Regions from separate parts of the Danio rerio genome. Here region 2 is linked to region 1. Evidence: chromatin contacts called from public Micro-C data. All regions are on one chromosome and are shown on one strand. Each heading gives the region's core, a stretch centred on a gene start, on an enhancer-like site or on the middle of the called end of the contact. The rest is flanking DNA. Distances are from core to core; before and after follow the strand shown.

Region 1 (6,250 bases), core at 647-3,146:
TTATAAATATGTTAGTTTTATTTCAAAGAGTTATAAAATTACAAAAATTAAAAACTCTCTGTGTATCTATCCACTGGAACCTGCAGATGAGTGATTAATCCGCTGATAAATCAGCTGATTTGACAATGTTTATAAATGCTTTCTCCAAAGCTTGAAACGCTGTCTGTGATGTAATCTGCACACAAGCAGCCAATAGTGTTTAGCTTTTTCTGACGACTCCGCCCTCAAAATTTCATTGGCTGTGGTTTGGTAGCTTGAATGAGCTGATGGGGAATGAGTTGTTGTCAGATCATGTAGTGTGTGACCCCCCTCTTGTGGATCGTTCACGGAGTGTTGCGTAGTGTGAACACCTCAGAGATTAAAAGACACAAAGTCAAGTCATGTAGTGTGAACGGCACAGCGATCTGCTGATGTTTAAAATCCTGTAGTGTGAACTAGGCTTAAGGAAACATGTTTCATGCTGTAAAAATCAATTAACATGATTTTACTGCAATCTGGCTCTGAGGAGGTATGAATGTAGAAAAATTTAGAGAGGCACGTCACTAGTTTAACCGTTTTATCCTTTTTATTGGAAACTAAATTTCAATTAATTGCACAGCATTGGTTAATATTATTATGGTGGACTCCAAGTGAAGCTTCTCACATCCAAACTTTATTACAGCTGTTGTTAACAGCACAAATAGGCCCAATCAATGACACTGTCCTTGGGCCTCATCACACACCCGGCGCAAGGTGCGACGCAATTGTTGTTAGCTAGTTTCAGCTTGGCCCAACGCAAAGCGCGTTAGTCATGCGCCTCGCTTACACACTGACAAAACGTAAAATAATAACGTTTCCTTGTGATGTCAGGCTGGAGGATGTGTACCTGCAAAAGACATTATTCAGTCTGAAGTGAGTGAGTGAGTTGGGGTAGGGTGTCTGGGGATGTTTTCTGTCTGATGAATGAATAGGCTGGATACCCATTCATTGGCGGTCACTTTTGACTGGGAACACCACAGGTGTAACAAGGTTGATTAAAACACTCAAAATTCAACGAAAGGGCTGATCATCACTTTTAATCACGACAGGAAGGTTAAACCAAAGTCAACAAAAGTATCTTTTTGCTTATGCACACAATAGGTAATTTTCTCCATAATGAAAACATTTTTTCAAAACATCAATCAAATCTAGCATTTGTGGTGGATTAGGTTTACACCAGCATCTAGTAATGGCGCTTTTATTTCAAGCAAGGATGACAATACATATATATGACAATACATATATTGTTTTTTTCTTCCATCGACAGTGTAAATACGATCAATTGAAGTATTTAAGATAATTTCTAAAATGCTATCTATGTATCGCTTTCAGAAAACTTCCCCAAAATATGTGCAAATGGTTAGTGTCCTGTGATCCGCAATTGCTCCAACAAATAATATTTCTCCAGCAAAACTCTCTCCAATACTTTGCTGTTTTTTTGTTGTTGAAATCTTGTTAGTCAGATGTAAAAATGTAAATGTCAGCTAACATAAGAATGTGTTTTAAAATATTTTAATTGTTATTTACTGTCTGAAAATGTTGACAATACGTGATTGCAGGATGCAAAAATGTAGTTTATTATATCTCTGTAAAAGTTATTGCAATTTAGCACCCTCTTTTGTCTCATGTCTCAAGAATCATTGGTATGACATGCTGTTTAAAAAACACGTTTCCAAACCTTTCATTTTCATTCCATTTCCCTTTAAACAGAGCTTTTAAATGTAATCGCTGTCCAATGGCTCCTCAAACTGTAAGAACAGTGTTGGTGCAATGTTTTTCCAAATGGCGTTTGAAGTTGAACATGTCTAGACTTGACCCTGGCCTGCAGGGGGTTTGCGGTTAGCTTCTGTGCTACACTTTCAGCATGCTGCATTTAGTCTCCTGACCTGAGAGCTGTTCCTGGTTTATGTCCTCTGGCATCTTGTGCCGGAGCCAGAAACACTGACCCTGAAACACTGTGACCCTCTTATTTTTCCGGATGGAGTTTGTCCAGCTACATACATTGCTGATGCCACACTGTCTAATGTAAGATTTGGCAGTACCTTTGCATATGAGCCTCTCCAGTATGAAATGAACAAGATCAGTCATCTTTGAACTATGTGCATGGCTGACTCTGAATGCTGTCGCTGGCTACATTATAACCAGTGTTGCGTATTCAGATGAGCATCTAGCAAAAAGCTTTTTCAATCTCCTTTTTTATATATATTAGGGTTGGGCGATGTTGACCAATTTGGCATCATATGATGTCTTATGTGAAACATTGCGATGGATGATGGCATTATTGATGTAAGCGGCGGTGAATTAAGTATGAATAATTAATTCATAAATAATTTATATTAATATTTTTAAATTATCAATAATTAATAATCATTTTAAATTAATAATAATTCTTAAATTATTTGTAGATAACCCTTTCAACTACCTGACCCGCTTAATCTTTGTTTTACCCATAACCAAATCATGAATAAATAAAGATAAGTTGCACACAAATTACCATTAATCACTTTTTCAGCAGAACTCTGGCATGAATAGGCAGAGTGATCTGTGTCATTGTAATGGCGTCGTCAATGGTGTTATAATGGCATTGGCTGGTAAAAAAGGTGCACAACCAACCAACAATTTTGAGGTTTTCGTTAAAAATATTAAAAGTACAAGCGTAAAAGTGAAAGATTGAGGCAGTGTACTGACACTGACACGTTACGTGATAGACACACCAATGTGGACGTGAATTGTTTTCGTTCTAAAATGCCATTTCACAATTAAGACGTGTTAGTGTAAAGGGGCTTAAGTGTGTATTTTTCACAAGCAGGTTGCTGCTGCAACAGGAACGGGGAGGAGAATCGCAAGGCTCAATAGTGTGATGTCTATCTAATATAGATATTTTATTTTACTGTCTCATCCACTTACGTTGTGTAGATTTGCAGAGATGGACAAAGACTATAGAATACACAAGACGTGTCACTTGGATAGTTTTGAATGGAGAATAGTGTAACGGTTAGTATGGTGAAGGAAGCCCCACATTCTAGTACAGGAGCCAATCAGCGATTGATATATAGACCAGGAGTGTCCAAACTCAGTCCAGGAGGGCCGGTGTCCTACTGAGTTTAGCTCCAACTTGCTTAAACGCACTTGCTTAAATGCCGGGAAGCTATCTGGTACAGGGATGTCAAACTCAATTCCTGGAGGGCCGCAGCTCTGCACAGTTTAGTTCCAACCCTAACTAAACACACCTGATCAAACTAATTGAGTCCTTCAGGCTTGTTTGAAACCTACAGGTAAGTGTGTTGGAGCAGGGTTGGAACTAAACTGCAGGGCTACAACCCTCCAGCAATTGAGTTTGACATCCCTGATCTCCTATCAGGTGAAGTTTTTTTTTCCCTCTCCGCTGTTGCCTCTGGCTCGCATGGTTCAGGATTGGTAGATCTACGCTTCGATGAATTTGCTCTTCAGTGTTTGAACTCTCAGTAATGATTTTAAATTACACTGAACTGAGCTAAACTGAACTGAACTGAACTTAAACTCTAAAAACTGAACTACACTGTTCCAGTTACTATGAACATTTATGTGAAGCTGCTTTGACACAATCTACATTGTAAAAGCGCTATACAAATAAAGCTGAATTGAAATGAATTGATCTAGTATATAGTCAGACCTTGATTAGCTGGTTCAGGTGTGTTTGATTAAGGTTGGAGCTAAACTCTCCAAGACACCAGCCCTCCAGGACCGAGTTTGGACACCCCTGATATAGACTGACGATTCTCAAGGGGCTCAGACTAGTGTGAACTGATTTGAATTTCTGCAAATTTTGGTTGACTCACTGAAACATTTAGAAATTAAACTAAAGACACAGTTGTTGTTATATTTTATTGTTGATTCCTAATATGAAATTTGATTATAAGCTTGGTAACCAATTTTGGGGAATTTGCTGTTTCAAACATGGCCACCAAGTGAAATTACTTGCCTTAAATGCACTTTGAGATGGATTATGTTGAAGTTTGTATGGAGTATCACTTTTAAATTGGAAGCATTTCCAATGTATGGCCAAAGTCAACAAGCAATATGTCAGATATTGTTTATTTGAAGTCTCTTTAGTCAATCTGTCATATTTTTTCTAGTATTCTCTTCACACACACAACATAAACGTTCAATTTTATTTGATTTCCATGTGATTTTCCAGTGTAAATACCTCAGTGTAAATGATTTTTTTATGTACAGATGTGTTGTTATCTATCAATTATTCAGTTTCACAGTTATTTGGAGTGCATTTACAGAAACAGCTTATTTTAGCTCATTATAGATTGCCTTGTAAATCTAAAGTTATGTTATTGTCTCAGAATTGTGTTTTAGGAGGTTTGATGGTTAGAGAGTCAAACTTGTAACCCAAAGGTTGCAGGTTTGATTTCACAGAAAATCTATTTTAATGAAAAAAAATGTTTGGCAAGCACTTTGTTAATGTTTTGGATTTTAAGTTGCATAATGTGATTGTTTTCTTTTTTTTCTATGCAGAATCCTGTTGATTTAAGCTGGCCTGAGACAGAGTAACATCTTTCAAGATGGTTAAAGAACTAAAATGCATTCTTTGTGAAACCGTCTACAACTCCAAACAGGTAAACTCTGTGATTTAAGCATACACCTTTTCCCAGTTCTGATAGAATGTGATAGCTGTGTGGAAATCTGCAATTTAGTTGCTCTTGTATTGTACAAACCTGTTTGACTTGTGCATATGCCATGTCCTATTTTTTTAGGAGATGGAAGAGCACATGAGAAGTATGTTGCACCACCGAGAGCTGGAGAATCTGAAAGGCCGGTAAGAGGAATTGAAACACACTAATGTTAAGTCTGTGCATGGAAAAACCTCAATATGGTTTTTGGCACTAATGAAAAGCATGTGCACTATAAGGCACGTGTCTTCTTTAGTCAGTGGAGAGATAAGCCGAGGCAGCTGCCTTAACCCAGAAGTATATATAGGTACATTAGAAACAACTGGCAGGACTGACAAATGACAACTGCCTCATGTGACTATTATGTGCATCTCTGGAATGTGAAAAGTGAGAATGACATTTTTAAATGAGGAGGGTACTGAAATCTGAAGTGCAAAACACATAAACACCAACTTGTAGAGGTTTGCTATGTTTTAGATAATTGCACCTCATGCTCTTTATAAAATCAATTTAACTTAGTTTCGAGCTGGAGTTCACAAACTTGATTGTAGAGGAACTCTGTCTTGCACAGATTAGCTCCAATTTGAGTAAAACACTCTGATTAAGGTCTTCAAAATCACATCAACTGTTTTCACAGCTTTTTAATTGGTATGTTCTTTTAAGTAGTAGAAATATGAGTTTTATGAATTTGGATGTACTTCATCCCCCATCACATTACCTACCTGCATTAGTTGCAAAACATCACTCAAATGAAGTTTCAACCGTGGGCTCACAGTATTGTAAAGTGTAGTTGAATTTCAGAATCTCAGCGGAAGTAGTAGGTCCTCCTTTCTACCCCAAACCCCAGAATTAAAATGACCACTTGTGTGGTTTTAAACCTTTGTGAGTTTCTTTCTTCTGTTAAACACAAAAGAAGATATTTTAAGGATGCTGCTTGCTTGCACTTATCGTCTTTCATAGTAAGAAAAAAATGACTATAGAAGTCAATGGGTTCGAGCCGCCAGTATTTTTCAGAATATCTTCTTTTATTTTGAACAGAAGAAAGACATTTAAAGGGTCACGAAACACCAAAACACATTTTTTGAGCTGTTGACAGTCGTATATGTGTCCCACACTGCTAAAAACACTATTAGGACACCTATATTTCACTAAAAAGTGTAAATTGGTTGTTTTTGCGTAATTTCAAGCAAATTCGTACTTCCGGTTTGAAACTAATTTTTGAAGCTGCGTCACGGCCATGTCATAATAACGTTGTATTCCAGCGTGCAGACTGGGCGTCTGTGCCAGAGTGTGTCTTATTACGTCTTACAGTATGTTGCATTAATGCATGAGTAAGGCTTGGTTCAAACCAATCAGCGCGCTCTATTGTGCAACTTCATTAATATTCATGACTGTCACAGTGTAGATGGCAGAGTCGCCACGTTGTATTGGCAAAACAAGCGTGAAGTGTTGCTTTTATAGTTTGCTGCAGTTAAGTTTTGTTTTCATTTTCTCTCTGTGAGAGCTCAGACTCACGTGTGGATTAACAGTGTACGCAACGCGCGACAACAATAACTTACGTGTCTAAGGAG
Region 2 (6,704 bases), core at 3,503-6,002, 41 kb before region 1:
AATATTTTCTGCAGAGCTTGCTGAGACACCCTAGTGGGCTGGGACCCCCCTGTTGGGAACCACTGAGTTCTGATCTATCTATCTATCCATCTATATATATATATATAGAGAGAGAGAGAGAGAGAGAGAGAGAGAGAGAGAGAGAGAGAGAGAGAGAGAGAGAGAGATAGTTTAGAGTTTAGAAACTTCTAAAAGACATTTGATATTTTCTCCTAAAATGATCATTTTTTTCAGACTCCTGAATGTAGGCTCAGCCATTTTACTTTTATAATGATGAATAAGTTATTTTCTTTGCCTTTCAAGTGAAATAACTGAACATAAACATAGAAGGTTGGGAAAAATATTCATTTTAGGAGAACATTTCAGACTGCATTTGGAGGTTTTTGCATCTAAACTCTTCATATATATATATATATATATATATATATATATATATATATATATATATATATATATATATATATATACATTTTAAACATTTTTAAAATTCAATAGATTGGATTTTACAGTTAATAGCATTATTAGTAATAGTATAAACAATTTATGGTGAAAATCATGTTAAAACAAGTTATTTTTAAAAACATTTCTGTTAACCCTACACCACAATACAATACAGTAAAAATTCTAAGTTGATGTAAAACAAAAATTAATATGCAGTTAGAAGACAACACAATATTAACATGTTTCGGCAACACTTGGGTAACACAGGGTAACTTGCCTGATGAAGGACAATATTAATGCAGTTTGAACGTTGAAAAAAATAAACAACAAAAAATTGTATATTTAATTTCAGTTTTGGTTGAAAATCATTTTAGTGCAATTTTCAGAGTTCACTGATTAGTCTGCCATAATGGAAACAAAATGCAAATGAACCTTTATCAGTGAGCCCTTAGATAGCCAGCCAGTCGTGTCAAGAGAATTTAAATCACTGCTGTCACATTATGGCATCTATATGAGAACTATTCCACACCTACAATATTATATTAGCACATACAGTCAAAGGCTAAAGTGTCATTTTAATTCTTCTTCAAATATTTCCCAAATGCTGTTTAATGCGGAGTATTTTTTTCAAAACATTTTTAAATATAATATTTTTAAAAATAATTTAATAACGTTTTTCCTATGATGACAGTACATAACATTTCACTAGTTATTTTGCAAGATATTGGTGCGCAATTTAAATTATTATTAACTAGTTTATTCATGTTAATTAGGAAAGTTAGGTAAATTAGCAGTGGCTTTTTTCATAGTCAATCGAAAACATTCATTCATTAATTTTCCTTCAGCTTAGTCCTTATTCATTAGGGGTCGCCACAGCGGAATACCATCGACTATTCTAGCATATGTTTAACGCAGTGGATGCCCTTCCAGCTGTAACCCAGTACTAGGAAACAATAAAAAAAATGGTTTCTAATAATTTTGATCCTAAGGTAAAAAGTAACTTTTATTCCAACTAAACTAAAAGAAATAAGAGTTTCGCCACAAGAAAAATACAATAGAAAATGTACTTTCTGTTAATTATCACTTTGAAAAGTATTTGAAAAAAATTGCCTTTAACTGTATCTGATTTCTTAAACCTTGTCAGTAACAAGCTGCTTATTACTTGCAACTTTAGTCTGTTTTTATCCAAATTAAATAAAAAATTATAATAAACTCAAAGCCAGCATGTCACATATAATCTCTAATCTTCAAAGCTTGTCTTCTCGGACGGATTTGTCCAAACAATGGGAACGGACGGCATGGTTAATCCAGCAGTCGCCGTCTCCATGAGCAACTACCAGAGCTGCACATTTTATCCATCCGGAAGAAAGACTTGGAGCACGTAATAACACCGCAGGACTGCTAAAAAGACATGTCTCATTTGCCTGGAAGTTCAGAGTTTCTCACAGGACGGTGCTAATTCACGCTCCTCAAGTCACAGATAAGTGTTTGCGCTCCACTCAAAAACTCTTTCTTAGGCTTAAATGAGCTTCAGGTCTAATAGTTAAAGGAAGACTTCACTGAAAAATGTACAAAAAAATTACAATAAAAAAATTACAATAAATTTTTTTAAATCTATATGGAAGTCATGTTTTCAAATACTGGGCTGTTGCTGGAAGAGCATCTGCTATATAAAACATATGCTGAATATGTTGGCAGTTCATTCCTCAGTGGCGACCCCTGATGAATAAAGGGACTAAGCCAAAGGAAAATGAATGAATGAATGAAGTCAATGGTTATCAATTTCCAGCATTCTTCAGAATTCACTGTAAAAACAATTAGTTGACTTTATTTAAAAAGTAGGTAAACCCGTTGCCTTAAAATATTTTAAGTAAATGATTAAAAACGATTATAAAACGTAACTTAAACCAACTTTATAGTACAGGTTACGATGAGTTTACTCATATTTCTAAGTCAGTTTGTCACTTCTAGATTTACACAGATTTACACACTTTTTTAGGTAAAGTAAATAATTATTTGTTACAGTGTATCTTCTTTTGTGTTCAACAGAAGAAAAACACAACTTTGTAACAAATCAAGGGTGAATTAATGACAGATTTTCATTTTTGGGTGAACTAACCCTTTAATTAATGTATTTGGGTAATTCAACGAATGGAAAAGGTTTACACAACACCCTTTCTGACTAAAACTGAAAACTTTTATACATTTATTTTTGTTTATTTCATAGTTTTTTGTTTATTTCAAGTTTGATTTTAGGGGGCTAAAAATGCACATTTTTACAAATAGAGGTTTCAAAGTGCACATTTTGGAAATCAGATTACAAGTTCAGTCAATGACATTCCCAATTACTGGCATTTTATGCACAATTCTGTGTTTTCATAAATCCACTTCAAAGTTTGTGTTGTTGTAACTGTCATCTGTGCACAAAACTGTTTTTTGTTTTTTTGTTAAACTGTTTTGTTTTTTTGTTTTTCTGTTTTAAGTACATAATTTTCGTGTAAATGTTCATTTTTTGTAAAACAAATGTTTAGATTTTTAATCTATACTTTTTTTTAGCTTTTAACCATTTTGAATCACCTTATTTTCTGTTTATTTAGTTTTTTTTTTTATTTTGTTTTTGAAATTACAAGTGCAAACTTCACAATTAAAATACAACTGACATTTATGCATGATCCTGGACAGAAAAATACATTGTTACAAATAAATTTAAAGGACATTCAATTTTAATTGAAGTACAGCACTGTTTGTTGTTATTCCATGTTATAATTAACTTTTTTTGTGCTTGATAATTGTTTACAACCACTTAACATGAAAAATTTAGCAAATCCAAAGAATCATCTTCGAATATTTTTTTTCAGTGTATTATACACTGAAAAAAAAATTATTCAAAGATGATTCCTTGGATTGGATTTACTCAATTTTTTACGTTAAGTGGCTGTAAACAATTTATTTGGGCTGAATTTAAACAAACAAATTAAGTTAAACATTATTAAATTTAATTTGTTTGTTTAAATTCAACACAAATAAATTGTTCGCAACACTTCTGCATGCAACACTTTTTTCAGTGCAGGACAAAGCTGGAAATGATATTTCTTTCAGATACTTTTAATGGATGCTGATGATAACATATAATATTACAGTTTTAAAATCTTCTGCATAAAGGTATGGTGAAATATATGCATTTTACAACATCCAAAGTTCATGAGGTATGCAGTATGAATCAACATATGCCACTAGAAAATCTCATATAATGAAGGGGAAAAAAACTCCTAATGAATAAACTGGTTTTCCAGTAACCTCTTTTGAATGTTAAGGGCAATAATTAATGTGACATCACATCCTGCTATTCACCTCACACACTAAAGTCGAAAGTATGTTCACTGCAGCACAATGTGCATTTGGCTAATCTTTTACCTGTCCTGCATTCTGCACCCATGAACACAGTGTGAACTCGCCGTCATTGTCTAAGTCTAGTTAATGTGTAAAAACTCATCTTACTCAAGAATGTTAACCAGCGAATTAAAAGTCTTCCTGAGGGTTCAGGTAATCGCTACACCTTTTGGAAAATAATTTTAGGATATAGGCATAATAATGAAGATCCAATATGACCATTAAACAATAAGATTTAAACACATTATATTGATTAATTAAACACTTTTGACTCAACATAATCCAGAATTGTGAGGAAGTAATATAATAAATGCTGATTTATCCAGATTTTCTTCACCATCATGGATATTGTAAATGGTAGCAAAATATTCACCATGGAAGCAATTTTTAGATGTATTGTAATAAATATCCGGTCACACTTTATTTTATCGCTTTTAATAAACCATTAACTATTTGAATCAATGAACTTCTAATTTGCTGTTTATTAATAGTTATTAATAGGTAGATTTAAGTAGGTCTTTGTGACAGACAAAATTAAGTAATGTATATAAATTTCAGTTTCAAAGTAACATTAATTAATGAAAACAATGACATTTAGAGGTCTGTTGTTTTAACTGACAAACAAAACGACCAACTTCAACGTACTATTCAAAGGACAAGCAAACAATTGACATGTTAGTAAGGTATAATAGACATGGCTGCTGTAATAAGATATCTGATACACAAAATTGTTATGTAAAGTAGTTTATTGATATGCCGGTCGCCACTTGTGACACTGTTATCTGGTTTTTACGTGTAAAAAAATAAAAGCAGAAGTACTTACAGGCTTCGGCATTGTGAGTCTTTTAAGGGGAGCCGCTGAAGACAGAAACCTGAGACGCGCGCGGGACCTTTAACAGGCTGTGTGTTGAACGCCGATCTGAACACTGGACGCTAGATACTCATTTCTGACTCATTTTCGATAGATGGTGTCAAAGCCTCGCCCCAGTGATAGCTACGATAAGTTAGTTAGACAGGTCGAGTTAAAGAGTGCCAGCGGGTCTCTGCTAAACCGCGCACCTGCGCCGTAAACTCGACCTTTGCTCGCGGGCTCGCGCTCCTCACGGCGACGCGACGCAATCGGAGCGCGTTCACGTTCCCGTTGCTTTGAATGGAATGGTTCTTGTCCTGCTGTGGCATAGGTAATCATCATAGGAGCGTTTTTAACTGCTCACTGTCACATTATTACAACATTAGTCCGTTCACACTGGGCGGAGAAAACATGGGTGCGGTTAAAACTGATAATCTAGTGCAATATCTGAGCAGTTAGGATGTACTATATTCACTTCAGAGAGGCTAAAAAAAAATAAAGTGAAACACATGATGCGTAAAATTGACTTTTCATATTGTGAAACTTTAAACATTTATTTTGCCTATTGGATTGTTTATTTTAGTCTTATTTTAAAATATGTTCCATCAATAATTTATTTCTTAAATTCCTAAATATATACTTTTAATCTACTTATTATTTGTGGGCGTGTGTGTGTGTGTGTGTGTGTGTGTGTGTGTGTGTGTGTGTGTGTGTGTGTGTGTGTGTTGTTTTTATCCATTCATTTTCTTTTCGGCTTAGTCTCTTTATTAATCTGGGGTCGCCACAGCGGAATGAACCGCCAACTTGAACAGCTGCAACCCATCACTGGGCAACATCCATTCACAATTATTCCCAGACATACACTACAGATAATTTAGCTTACCCAATTCACCTGTACCACATGCCTTTGGACTTGTGGGAGAAACCGCAGCACCCGGAGGAAACCCACGTGAACGCAGGGAGAACATGCAAACTCCTCACAGAAATGCCAACTGACCCAGCCGAGGCTCGACCCAGCGACCTTCTTGCTGTGAGGCAACACAGCACTACCTACTGCGTCACTGCGTCGCCGCATTATTTTCAATAAAGAAGAATTTTAAGTACATTTTTAAAAACAATGCAATTTGTTTAAATTTGTTCTATCTATAAAGCTCTAATAACATTTCTCCAAATTGTAAAATAAAAAGTAGAGTCATTTAGAAGGTTTTTTTTTTTGTTGAGCTGCATGTACAAAATAATGATTGTTTAGGATGTCTTCACAGACACCTTAAATTGAAAACAATTATTTATTTTATTTACTAAAGGTAAGTGGTTACAAACAATTTTTATAAACTCAATTTAAACAAACATTTTAAGCCGTACATAACTACATTGAATTTGTTTGTTTAAATTCAGCACTGGTTTCCCCCACAAGTCCAAAGACATGTGGTGTAGGTGAACTGGGTAAGCTAAAATGTCTGTAGTGTATGTGTGTGAATGAGAGTGTATGGGTATTTATCTGTGATGGGTTGCAGCTGGAAGGGCATCTGCTGTGTAAAACATACTCTGGATAAGTTTGTGGTTCATTCCGCTGTGGCAACCCCAGAATAATAAAGGGAATAAGCTGAAAAGAAAATGAATGAATGAATTAATTAATTAATTAATTAATGTTTGCAGATGCCACTTGGCTTATCAATAAAGCTTTGCATGCTTATTAAAAAAAATCTGAAGTAGGTTAAAAGTATTTGCAAAGACTTTCTGGGGAAATTTCCAACATTATTTGTTGGTGCTTGGTACTTGGTTTGACATTTAGTAATCTAATGTAGGGCTATTAGTTCTCAATGCGTGTCACGACCTATTAGCAGTGACAGTATGGGAAGAAAAGGTCGTCTACATGTTTGAGAGATCATATCATGTTGCAAACCTTACAATGTCAAAATCGTTCTTATGATTCAGTTTGTTAAAAAAATACACAAACTCAGGAGTTTTATTGGTTTGAAACAGTCTGATATATATATACATAAATTGGGGAAAAATAAACAAG

What was found. A called contact is a pair of places that touch in the nucleus more often than the background predicts.
Region 2: a contact with region 1 is called in a Micro-C map of caudal fin, with 3 times the contacts expected there. The contact joins the promoter of ezra here to the enhancer-like site in region 1. A contact is called at or near these places in 2 of 18 Hi-C or Micro-C datasets (caudal fin and hematopoietic stem cells).

The regions. Positions count from the first base shown.
Region 1 is chr17:50,359,322-50,365,571 of GRCz12tu, reverse strand. It overlaps znf106a (zinc finger protein 106a), which reads left to right. Exons shown (of 22, transcript XM_003200378.6): 2 at 4,525-4,625; 3 at 4,764-4,825. The coding sequence starts at 4,572. Among named protein-coding and RNA genes, the nearest start is that of znf106a, 6.9 kb to the left of the region's middle. Within about 2 kb of position 1,896, at least 10 of the 62 cell types and tissues checked have an H3K27ac peak or open chromatin away from gene starts, as enhancers often do. A contact at or near this core is called in caudal fin, where this site is marked.
Region 2 is chr17:50,403,153-50,409,856 of GRCz12tu, reverse strand. It overlaps ezra (ezrin a), which reads right to left and starts at 4,752. Exons shown (of 13, transcript NM_001020490.1): 1 at 4,655-4,752. The coding sequence starts at 4,666.